Linked DNA regions of Anser cygnoides: region 2 is linked to region 1. The links are chromatin contacts, called in public Hi-C maps. All regions are on one chromosome and are shown on one strand. Each heading gives the region's core, a stretch centred on a gene start, on an enhancer-like site or on the middle of the called end of the contact. The rest is flanking DNA. Distances are from core to core; before and after follow the strand shown. Region 1 holds the start of VIPR2 (vasoactive intestinal peptide receptor 2). Region 2 overlaps ZMYND11 (zinc finger MYND-type containing 11).

Region 1 (5,710 bases), core at 1,391-3,890:
ATCAGTGGGATTCACAGAGATCATAATGAAATAAAACACGAATATGCTGTACTTCAGTCATCCTCACACTTTTAGCTACAGAGGAAAGGGTGGTGTCTCTTACTTTTTCTGGGAGACCTTTAATAGCAGGATCTGGTAATAGTCTCTGATTCATCAGACACTATTTTTCAAAATTGCAATACTTAATGAAGCTGTGATTGGGGACCTGGAACCTGGGACCGGAGTTCGGACTGAGAGCCCGGTTATTCCACGGGCTCCCTGTGGGCAAGCCAGTTGCACAGCTTTTAAAAATACACCGTGATAACCATAAGCATAACATAACGTAGCTTAACTGTAAGATAACAGCAGGAGATGTTTTCTACGGAAACTCCAGAAATCTGTCTCTTCTCCTCAAAGTTTGTCATTTCATCATCTATGAAAACAGAACCTTATTTCCATTTTCCATATTTTGACTATTTAAATTATAAGCTTTCTGGGCAGGTATTTTTTTAAAGGAATTTTTACAAATCCTTAACTTAAATTAGGATTCCTAGCAGTTATCGTAGAAAGTTCAGAGTTAAACTGAAAATAACTGCATATTGTTATGTATTATGTGCTTTCCAGATAGCTCCTACTTAGAATAAAAGGCTCATGTAAACATAATGACTTTTAATGCATTTTCCTTCCATATAACAGATTTTGTAAAAAAAAAAAAAAAATGTTATTTTGTCAATTGCAAGCATTCACTAGCTGACAGTAGACCTCCTACTCATCAAAAAGTATAAGAATTAATGGGTGTTGGAAAGGTGGATTCCAGTTAATGGAAATGTTAAATAAATGAGGAGTAAATCAAAGCAGCTACTTCCGTGAATGAAATTTGCAAAATAAGTACTTAGAAAAGAACCACAACTTTCCCACTACCGGTGATCTAATATTGAAGATTACTTCGAGAACATATATTTGGTACTACCCTAAGGTAATGCAATATTACTTTTCAAATACGGGATGCATGCCAAACCGTAACATACTTTGTTCCAATACACAGCCCAGTTTCCTTCAGATGTACTTCACCCAGCTAAGGAGATTTAGGGCTCAGTCCTGTGTGGCACTGATGGTGTCCCGAAACACATCGAGAACCCCAAAATGAATTTTGAGGGCACTCACCAGCCTTCAGGGCCAGCCAGATATGCGTATCTGTCTTTCCTTCTGCTTTACCAAGTGTAGGCTATTCTTTGTAAGTAGTGATTACAGACCTGTGTGCACTGTAGTGTGTATTACAAAGGTACACAGGGACTTGGAAATCCAGCTGAAGAGTCTCTCAGCATTCTTAGTGGCTGAACAACCTTTAAGGCACCCAGAATAGCAATCAGTTGGCAAAAACATTTTGTTTGACAAGTAGTTTACATTTACCTTCAGCATGTTTTCCCAACTCTTGTTGGAAATGGTCTCAGATTTTAAATTTACAGTAACAAAACGGTAAGATTCAGAGGGTAGATTTTTATTATTATTTTATTTGAGGTCATGTTTTTGGAAACATTGTAGACTTTTAAAGACTGCAAGAAACCGAAGTTTCTTACAACTGAAGAAACACTTAAAAATATAGAGATGTTGAAGGAAGATACCTTAAAAGAAACTATTTTAATATTCTGAATGCTTTTTTATGTTAATATTACAGAGGAATTAACTGTGCACGTACTACAATTGCTAATGACCCTCTAGACCGTACCAAGGCAATGCTCTGCGGTGTCTGCAGAAACTCTCGGTGAAGTAGTTTTCGGGGACAGCCGAGATAACTAAAACAACCGAGAACAACCCACAGCTACCGGGAACAAGCCACAATAACCGGGAAGAAGCCACAACCACCGGGAACAAGACCCAACCGCCGCCGGCCCGGGGAGTCCGGCCCCGCCGCCCGTTCCCCTCAGCCCAGCTCGGCCGGGGCAGGAGCCGTCCCGGCCCCTGAGGAGCGGCCGGGGGCGCGGGGTCCCCCCGGCACCGCCACCTGCCGGGGTGCCGGCGGGGCTGAGGAGCCCCAAATCCCTGTGGATGGGTGGGGATCATTCGCCGTTCCGCAATTACAGCGGCAGAAGTCGCGTATCTCCCGCCCGGAGAGAGTTTGCCCAGCCGAGGTCCCTCGCACCTGCTACGGCTGCCTCGGAGCCCCCTCAGGGGGACAGGGGAAGCTGTGAGGGAACCGCCACAGGCGGCTCCGGGACAGGAGCGGGGCAGACGGGGCAGGGCTGGCGGTGCGGAGCGAGGGGCGAGCGCTACCCTCCCGCCGCAGGGTGACTTACCCGCCCCAGGCTCCAGCAGAGGAGGAGGAGGAGGATCGGCAGGTTCCTCATGCCAGCCAAGCGCCGTTGGGCTCCGCTGCCCCGCGCCGCTCCGCGGGCCCCCTCGGAAAGCGGCGAGCAGGAGCCGGGTCCCGCCGCGGCACCATAGGGCCCGGGGGCCGCCGCTGCCCGGGGCGCCGAGCCGAGCCCCCCGCCCCGCGGGCGGCCGCCGCCCTGCGGCTGAAGGCAGCTCCCGCACCTGCCCCCGCCGCCGCCCGCTCCGGCGGCCGTCAGCTCCCGGCCCCGCCGAGTCCCTGCCCGCCGCCTCTCAGCTCCTCCTCTACGCCCCGGCTCGCTTCCCTCCCGCTTCTCTCTTCAGCCCCTCTCCGCCGCTGGCTTTTCTCCTCCTCCCCCTTGCCGCCGCTCCCGCTCCCCTCATGAGGTGTGGGTCGCTCCCGCCGCCCCTCAGGTGCTCCCGCGCCGCCATGGGGCTGTGGGCAGCGCTCGCCCCTCGCTGCCAGCCTCCAGGAGCCCGAGAAACCCCCTCAGGCTTCTTTTTGAGGGTCCCGGGTGCCCGTCCCGACGGTGTGCCGGGGCACCGGTGCCAGCTTTGGGATTTTGGGATCCCTGCTGCCTGTCAAAACACCGAGGCGATCGGGCCCGGTCCCCCCGGAGCAGACACGCACACACAAACCTACACGGTGATGTGGGGTCAGCCAAGAGACCCCTGGGCAGATCAGCAACTGTATTACAAAACCTTTCGTGCCCCCTAGCTGTTTTTTTTTCGAGGTGTCAATACAGCACAATGTTTTAAGGCAACTTTGTAAGATTGCCGGGCAGTTTATACTGGGGTATAGATATTGCTTTTGCCTCACAAGGCATTTACAATATATAATAAAGTGAGAATCATGTTAATCCATGTCTATTGTCACAGAAAAAGCAGAGTTCATGTGCTGGCTTTTAGCTGAGAATGAGAATAAATTAGATTTATCTTTCTGCTGTCTCACATGTGCTGTAATTTCAGTGGTATATACTGAAAGGGGCTCAGTAGGCAACATAAGACTTCTAAATAGTCTTATGCCACCCAAAATAATTAGCTATAAGCAAAGCCAAGGACACTTCTGGGACAAAGCTGAAGAGAATTTTCATATTTTTTTAATGTATTTGAGAAAATTCCCTTCATATTTTAAGAACATAGATCTGATTATAACCTCTGCGATATCATTAAAAAGAAACACTACAAACTGTAATGAACAGTGTTATGACCTGCATGCTGAGAGCAGAGGGACATATTAATGTAGAAATAAAACCTTTTTCTAGGATGGCATATGATCAAGTAATGAAAATATTTTCATTACAGCAGAAAATTGTACCCCTTCAGATTGACTTTGTTCTGTGCAGGACAGCTGAACTGAAATGTCAAATTGCGCCTACTCCTAAAACAGCTGGGTTGGAGAAGAACCCGGGTATGCCGCTAGCTCTCAGACTCCAGGGCAGAATCCCAGGTCAAACCTCTTGGAAATGAAGAATTGCACATTGCATCCCCCCTGATTCCTGAGACCAGCGTCCAGGGTTCCCCTTTGGACTCCTGGTTGCTGACATATGCTGGCTGGGGGTGCTCTTAGCACTTTCTTAAGAGCTATACGGCTTTCCGAAATAGCAATCTCAGGACAGTTTATCTATTTTTTCCCTATTACAGGAATCTGATGTCTTATTATTTCAAGGTTTTGGAAAATCCTTACTATCTTTTTCTTTAGAAGTTATTTCTTGCACTTTGTGAGATGAATGTCTAAGAAAGCAGTCATTAAATGCAACCACTCTGGGTGAAATTTCTGTGTGTCAAGGCTCTTCAGGTACTTCAGGTACTTCAGGTACAGCAGTAAACCCAACAGCAGTCCCTGTGTAGAGGAGCTATCAGGCAGACTATCCACCAGCTGGACTCCCCCAGCAGCTGAGGACACAAGGGATGCCAGACACCAAATCCCAGTGTTTGATTCTTTGAGCAAATGATTCATTAGGCTGCTGAAGCTGAGTAGCCTGGGAAACCAATTAACAAATTAGTGTTAACGTTCTGTGTAGAAACAGTCTTGGGAACTGTCATCATTACTCCTTTTGTTGAATGACAGAAACTCGTATCTTGGGTATAAGGCAGTCCCCATGTCCCAGAACTGGCAAAGAATTTTTGAAACTTATATACATTCTGTCAGAAGGTTGTCCAGAACCAGATTTTTGTCATGTTTTGTTTTCAAAGAATCAGCGTTATGGGACAAAAAGAAAAATTATCAGATATTTCCCAACCATCAACAACAACAACCATAACAATGGTTATTATTTCTGTCACTATTCCTAATGATGACTCTTTGACATGAAAGAGGCAACAGATGAAAGAGATGCATCAAATACTAAGATTTTGTTTAGATATGGCTGAGTGCTTTTTTTTTTTTTTTTTTTTTTTTTTTTTCCTGAAGAGAATACAAATCATTCACAGATGAAGCCTGGAAAGTGTGGTTAAAGTTCTTTTTACTTAAACATAGCACCGTTCAGTGCCAGCTGTTGAGGGAAAAAATAATGAACAAAAAGAAATTAAAACAGCTGTTGATATATGGAGATATATAAAAATTAGCCTGATACACTTATGCAACGAAGACTGGATAGCGTTATGGCATATAAATTTAGACACTTGGTGTAGATTTGATGTCATTTCCAAGAATGTCCTAGCAAATTTGGAGGAAAGAATAAAGAGAGATATTTTGTGGAGGTTGTGGAGGTATCCTCTAGGCACAGATTGCACAGACATGGAGGAAAAGGATGAAGTCCAAAAAAGGGAGAGAATTTACAAAAGAGGTGGTGGAGAAGTTTGACTGAAATGGTTATTACTTGGAATCAGCAAGGCCCAGGTGTTACAGAGGGGGCAGTAAAGTGATAATGGAAAGTTCGTCATCAGGTAATGGGCCCATTGATGAGCAATGCCAAAGTCCTGCAAGCTCTGTGCTCCCCTAATACTTGGAGGAGCCAAAAGGCTTGCTCCAGTTCCAGATGTTGGAAAAGTCTGCCTTCACAGGAAAGGTCCATGTCAGTAGTTATCTGTGACAAGTACTTTCTGTTCTGCCTGGCCAGCTGTCTCTTCAGAAACCTCTAATACATGGTGTAGGAAAAGTAGCTGATTTTTGTCAGGCACATGGAGAAGCTGACAGCTTTCCATATTGAAGCAATGACATCAGCCCCATTGAGCTGAATCTTTATTTATGTTGTTTGTGGAGTTCAAGATGTTTTGACAGTTTCCATTCTATCCACAAATCATGTTCTTGTCATGTATATAGAGACTAAAAAACCGTTGCTTTTATTGTTTAAAAGTTTTTCTTTTCTTCAATCATCTAACAATTATTGTTTACTGAATTCATAACATACGGTTGCCAGAAATATCCAAGCAGCATGAAAAACTTAGAAGGATTTTCCTC
Region 2 (5,550 bases), core at 2,232-4,731, 200 kb after region 1:
CAACTCTTGTGGCCAGTTAAGTCTGACTTTGGGCTTTAGTTGCAATTATTTTTCTGTGCACTTGGTCCTCTCCAAATCTCTAAATTGTTGTCTCTCCAATTCTTCCCTTGTAAAGATTTTTTAGTTTAGTGGAAGAGCATGCGATTTGGAGGGGCAGTTTGCTTGCTTTCCTGTTCAAAGAAAACCTTAGAAGAATGTGATTTTCCCCAGTCCTGTATTCAGAACTTGCTAACTCATACTGGGGATTTTCTGATATTTTGTATTTAGAAAGTACTGGTGCTTGCTCCAAGTAACTCCGGATACTTTCAAGTCTCGAGTCTGTGTAAATAATCCATCTCTTCACACTGTCTGCTTTACCATCATTTTAACCTTTGTCGTAACCCACTGCCAGCACCGTGAGTTTTGCAGGTTATTTTGTTAACCCTAGGCACACACTCAGTGATTATTGTGATTTGATGTGCTGCCGCTTCATTTTTGCTAGGATCAATCTACAGGAAAGGAGTATTTTGTTTGTTATGTTTGTGTTAATGTAAGTTGCTTTAGATTGAGCAACGTCTGGGTTTCTTGCTTGCTATGCTTAATTGCTTTTGTAATTGTATTGATTTTTCTATGCTAGGTAGCCAGAAGCTGTTTTGAACTGGCTATGTCATCTTGAGTCTCTCCATAAATATGAAGATAATTGTGAAAAGCTTAAGAATGGTCACTGTGAGGGTTTCAACCTTTTCCGGCATCAATTCCACTTTAAATTTAAAACAAAACAAAACAGCTACATAGCTACCAGTTATTGCTAGCATACGAGGGGCTTCTAACTAACTAGGCTGAGGAATGATTTTAATGTGCATCCCATTCGTTTCACTTAGGGGCAGAAGGATAATATGAAACAGCAATAGTGACAGCCCGTGGTTTCATCATGAATGCTCTTACTACCAGAGAGCACAAAGAGGAAGAACATGTCATACCAAATGAAGAAAAATTTTCTTCAATATTTAAAAAAAAATCTATTTGTCTTCTCCATCTGTATTGCCTTGAATCTGAAGTCCTGTATGAATTCACTGATCCAAAGCCAAACACAGCCCAAACCATGACAGTTATTGTTCCTCTCATGTTGTAAGCAATTGGGGATTTTCCAGGCTGGAACTTTCCAGAGAGATTCTTAGTTATTTTGAAAGAACCAGTGTTCTTTACATCTGCTACGCACTGATCCAAAGAGTTAATGAATGTAGTTTAGGGAGAGAAAAGTTCAGACTGGCTTCCATCTCTTATTCAACACCTCAGGGAAAGTATGAGGAGACTTTGAGGCTCAGGGCACCTATCAGTATGGTCACACAAGGGCACTCAAGGGAAATGAGCATCTGGGGTTCTTTGACTCTTTCTTTGCTGTCTGTCTTCTCATCCTCTTAAGGTCCCATCATTCAGAGCTTATTTTGCCAAGAGAACAGCATCATATCAATCACTGTGCACTAAAAGCAAAGGATTTTCTAGGAAATTATTATCATAAAGTGCACTAGCATAAAATTATACTTATTACTGAGCAAAAATAAGTGTCCACTAATGTAATATCCTGGTGTGGATTTGTGAAAGTTCAGAAAAAACAAATTTTTTCAAGTCATCAAATCAAAGCATAGACTATTTTGTCTTTGAGAAGCAAAGTGGACCTCCGAACTCCCACTTTATTGATGAGAAATATTATACTCTTGTGTTAAACCCAAGGCCCTCTTTTGTCTTTACTTTAAGACTATTAGCATGTAACGCATGAGAATGGCCTCACTGTCCTTCCAGTGGCCTTTCTTTCCCCAGACAGGTTAAGAATCATGAACAATTCTGTGCATTCCTTTTCCAACTTTGTTTTTCTTTTCCTGTGCATTCAGGAGTATTTCTTCCCTCCACTCTTCTTCCCTCCAAACCCTCCTTAGTTTTCATCCCCTAAAAAGAGAGTACCTGTACCTACCGAATGTCAGTGCAGAAGCTCACATTGTTTGAGGATCTTCACACTACCAAAGATAATAGTGAAAGAGTCCACCTAATTGCATAGCTAAGAGATGATACTTCTTTTAAACTGGTGAAACAATCCCATCAGCATCTTCGCTTGCATCTCCCAGCTTTACCAACTTGACTGTTAAAAATTCAGTCAGTCTAGTGCTGTTTTCTTCTTTAAGGTTTTCACTCACTGCTCTGTAGTTGAGATACTGATGTTGTTGTTCACAGATTTCACAAAATGTTTTTGCTGCCTGAAAGGGTGTTCAGGAGAATGGTAGTTTACTTCCAGGTTTGAAGCAGACTAGTCAAACTAGTGCACATAACGCTTCCCCCATGGGACTCAAATTATTTTAATAGATTAGATGACTTAGACCAGCCCATCTTGAGCTTGTTCTGAAAATGTGCATTTTGTGTTTTTTGTTTGTTTGTTTATTGTTGTTGCTATTCACTTCTTTTGTGCCAACATGGTAGCATTGTTTTCATTCAGTTTGTGGATGCAAACTGCTGTGCATCTCTGGCAGTTACGTTGGTTCTTGTGATGCCATGCTGGTCACTGAATGAAGCTTTGTTGAAGCTGATTAACTTATTAACATTCATGCTTCATTCACAATAAATGCAGACCTCATTCTTTCATATCACTGACAGCTGGAGCCGTACCAGCCACACCTATGACACAGGGGAAAAAGACAAGAAGTTGGAGTTATGTAGGAAGTTTTGTTGTTGGTTCAGATAAAAAAGGTTGGACTATTGTTTGAGGAAACTGTGTGTGGAGAAACATCAACTAGAAAAACAGTACAAAATCTCATGGAGAAGATATGGCCAGGAAAGCAATGTAAACATATGCTAAGAAAGAAGAGTGGAGGGCGAGCCCTTTTGTGCACAGTGCTTCTTGGAAAGAGGCTTGGAACTACAAGGAAATAATGGTTGGTTTTTGTTTTTTGTTTCTTTTTTCCTGATCTGGATTCATCTTGTGTCAAAAAAGAACAAAACCTTCACATACATAATAAAAATATGTGGAAATAAAAGGCACTGCACCTAATAAATACTTCACTCCATCACTGATTTATCTCCCTAATGAAAACAGCCTACAAACCTCCTCTTGGTTCAACCTAAGTAAAAAATGGTGACATTAATAGCAGAAGTGAATCCAGTTTCTGAGCAGATAAGTTGCAAGTTTCTATTAACCTTGAACTCACTTGGAACGCGAAGAAGGAAAAAAATTATTTTCATTTAAGATCATATTCTATTTCTAATATCCTGGAGGAGAATGTTCGCATTGCCTCACCTCAAATAATATATACTACTGCTACCCAAACATGATCTTCTGGGGAGGGAAACTGAGATTTATTCATTGCTTCAGGAACACAGCTCATAGGCTGAGAAGATAAACACAGAGGGATTTTAGCAGTTGTTTTGGCTGCTGGCATGCTACTACACTTCTTGGAAAAAGTTCCCGTCTTCATTAGCTCTGGGAGTTAGAGACGGGCTCTGTACTTTGGAGCCAATCACCTTGAACTGGCCAGAACATAAATACAAGATAGGAGAGGGAATAAAAATCTACCTGTCGTGGCAGGCATCCAGAGAAGATTTCGGCGGTTTCTGCCAGAAACAGAAGACTTCTAAGACAAACTGGCAATAAATTAATTAGACAAACTTGGGCTTGCAGATTAAACTCAGTGAACGAAAGCCAAAAGAGTACGGAGAGGCTCTGGAATTCACTGCAGAACCTGAGTCTTCTTGCATGTGTGCATCAGAACTGGAAGCAGTTATCAGTGAAGAAAACGAAAATGGATTATCACGAGCCTATAAACGCATCTGTGTTTAATACATATTACGGAGAAAGAGATTTTGGTCTGTCTCCTGACTGATGATTTTATGTTCTTTTCAGGATAAAAATGATCTCTAAAGTGAGAGAAATTAAAAATAATGGAACAAATTAGTTGTTGGCTGATATTCTGAAAATCCGTATAAAATGAGCCATAATAAATAAATAAAGTACTTGAGGTTAAGCAAGATGACTAGGTAGTTGTGAGGACATATGAAGTCATTATTGCTTTGGATTTCTTTTTGTGATAAAGTGTAAGTAATGAATACCACAAAGTGTCCTACAAAGTCAGTTTGTGGAAATCCATTTTAAAGATGAAGCCCAGGTCATCAAAGGAAAGGATCTATAAAAAGGCAACTGATTTGCAATGGACAGATTATCCTGTCTGTAAAAGCACAGATCATTGTAGCTACTTGCTGCAGTAGGGTTTTAGAAAAGGAAGGAGAAGATAAAGTGAAACAATTTTCATAAAGGGATTCTAGCTGCTGACATCTTTTTGGCTTTGAAGGAGAGATGGATGCTTGCTTATTTGCTGAGCACTTCTGATGAGCAAAAGCAGCAGGAAAAAAAATACCAAGCAAAACAGGAGCCAATGTGTTTAGTAAATACATATATACAAGGAAACTACTGGGGAGAAAATGAGCTTACTTTGATGCTGAATTTACTCTAACGTTAAATGTAAAACATGGGATGATCTAAGAAGCTTTATCACTGTAAAGCAATCATCCTGATCAAGTATGGATCCTGTACAGCAATGATAAAAGGGAAATACTTTATTAAACAGCTAGCTCACTATTTATGTGCTGCAGAGATGGATAAGTCCTCGGAGCCATCAAGCAATTAATCTTGCCTTCTTCAGTTCTGAGCCTTACCCATCGTTGTGATGAAGAAAAGAGAAGAGCAGATTCAGTGGGGTACTGAATGCAAGTTTACAGGAGGATTCTTGCTCACTGAGAAATAGATGGAGCCGAGGATGTTGTGTCATGAAGAGAAGGCTGACCCAAAGGGCAGGAGGAAGACTGCTCTCACAGCAGGCTAGGACCTGTGGAGAAAAACATATGCAGTGTCTCCACTGTGTTCGAAGACAATGGGAATGGTGCTCCATGACGCGTTGCATTTGTTAGACCCAGGTAGTATTTAATACACTCTACTGTCTGACTGAAAACCAAGACATCTGCTAGTGATTCGTGGTAAGATTTCTTACTGGGGACTGTACCCAGTGAGATACAGCATGCTTAAAAAAGAGGCAACTGTGCGTGTACTAGGTGCCTAACTGCTAGTCTTCCTCTGAAGGAAGGAATACGGATCTGCCTTGTCCAGCTCCATAGATGAACAGGCACATTTTGTGAAACTTTTATTACAGAGCAGTCACTTGGAAGTTCAACAGCAGTGCAAAAGCAGTGGATAGTGGGAGACACTTCAAAATTGAACGTGGTTTAGCATTTCCACAGTTCTTAAGGGCTCTCGCACCTAATCTTGTCCGTGCTTCTTTCAGAGTGCTTTAGTATGGGACACAGTTTCAGATATTTATGCTCTGAGAGAAGTGTCGATGAACAGACCAATCATTTAAGGGTGTAGTAGCTGTTTAGAGCAAATGTATAAGTAAGAAGCATTTCCATCAGGTTTTGTACCGGAGGACAGGAGTGCTGTAGATAGTGCACCCCTACAGTAGTTTATTACATTTGTGAATCATCAAGACTGAAAAATGCACTGCAAAGTTTTAACAATTACCTGTAGCAAAGCTCGTG

The links. A called contact is a pair of places that touch in the nucleus more often than the background predicts.
Region 2: a Hi-C map of granulosa cells shows a contact between it and region 1, with 1.7 times the contacts expected there. The contact joins the enhancer-like site here to the promoter of VIPR2 in region 1. A contact is called at or near these places in 2 of 7 Hi-C or Micro-C datasets (granulosa cells and liver).

What each region holds. Positions count from the first base shown.
Region 1 is chr2:10,947,056-10,952,765 of Taihu_goose_T2T_genome, forward strand. It overlaps VIPR2 (vasoactive intestinal peptide receptor 2), which reads right to left and starts at 2,641. Exons shown (of 14, transcript XM_048050545.2): 1 at 2,274-2,641.
Region 2 is chr2:11,150,375-11,155,924 of Taihu_goose_T2T_genome, forward strand. All of the region lies in intron 3 of ZMYND11 (zinc finger MYND-type containing 11), which reads left to right. Among named protein-coding and RNA genes, the nearest start is that of ZMYND11, 70 kb to the left of the region's middle. Within about 2 kb of position 3,482, at least 1 of the 3 cell types and tissues checked has open chromatin away from gene starts, as enhancers often do.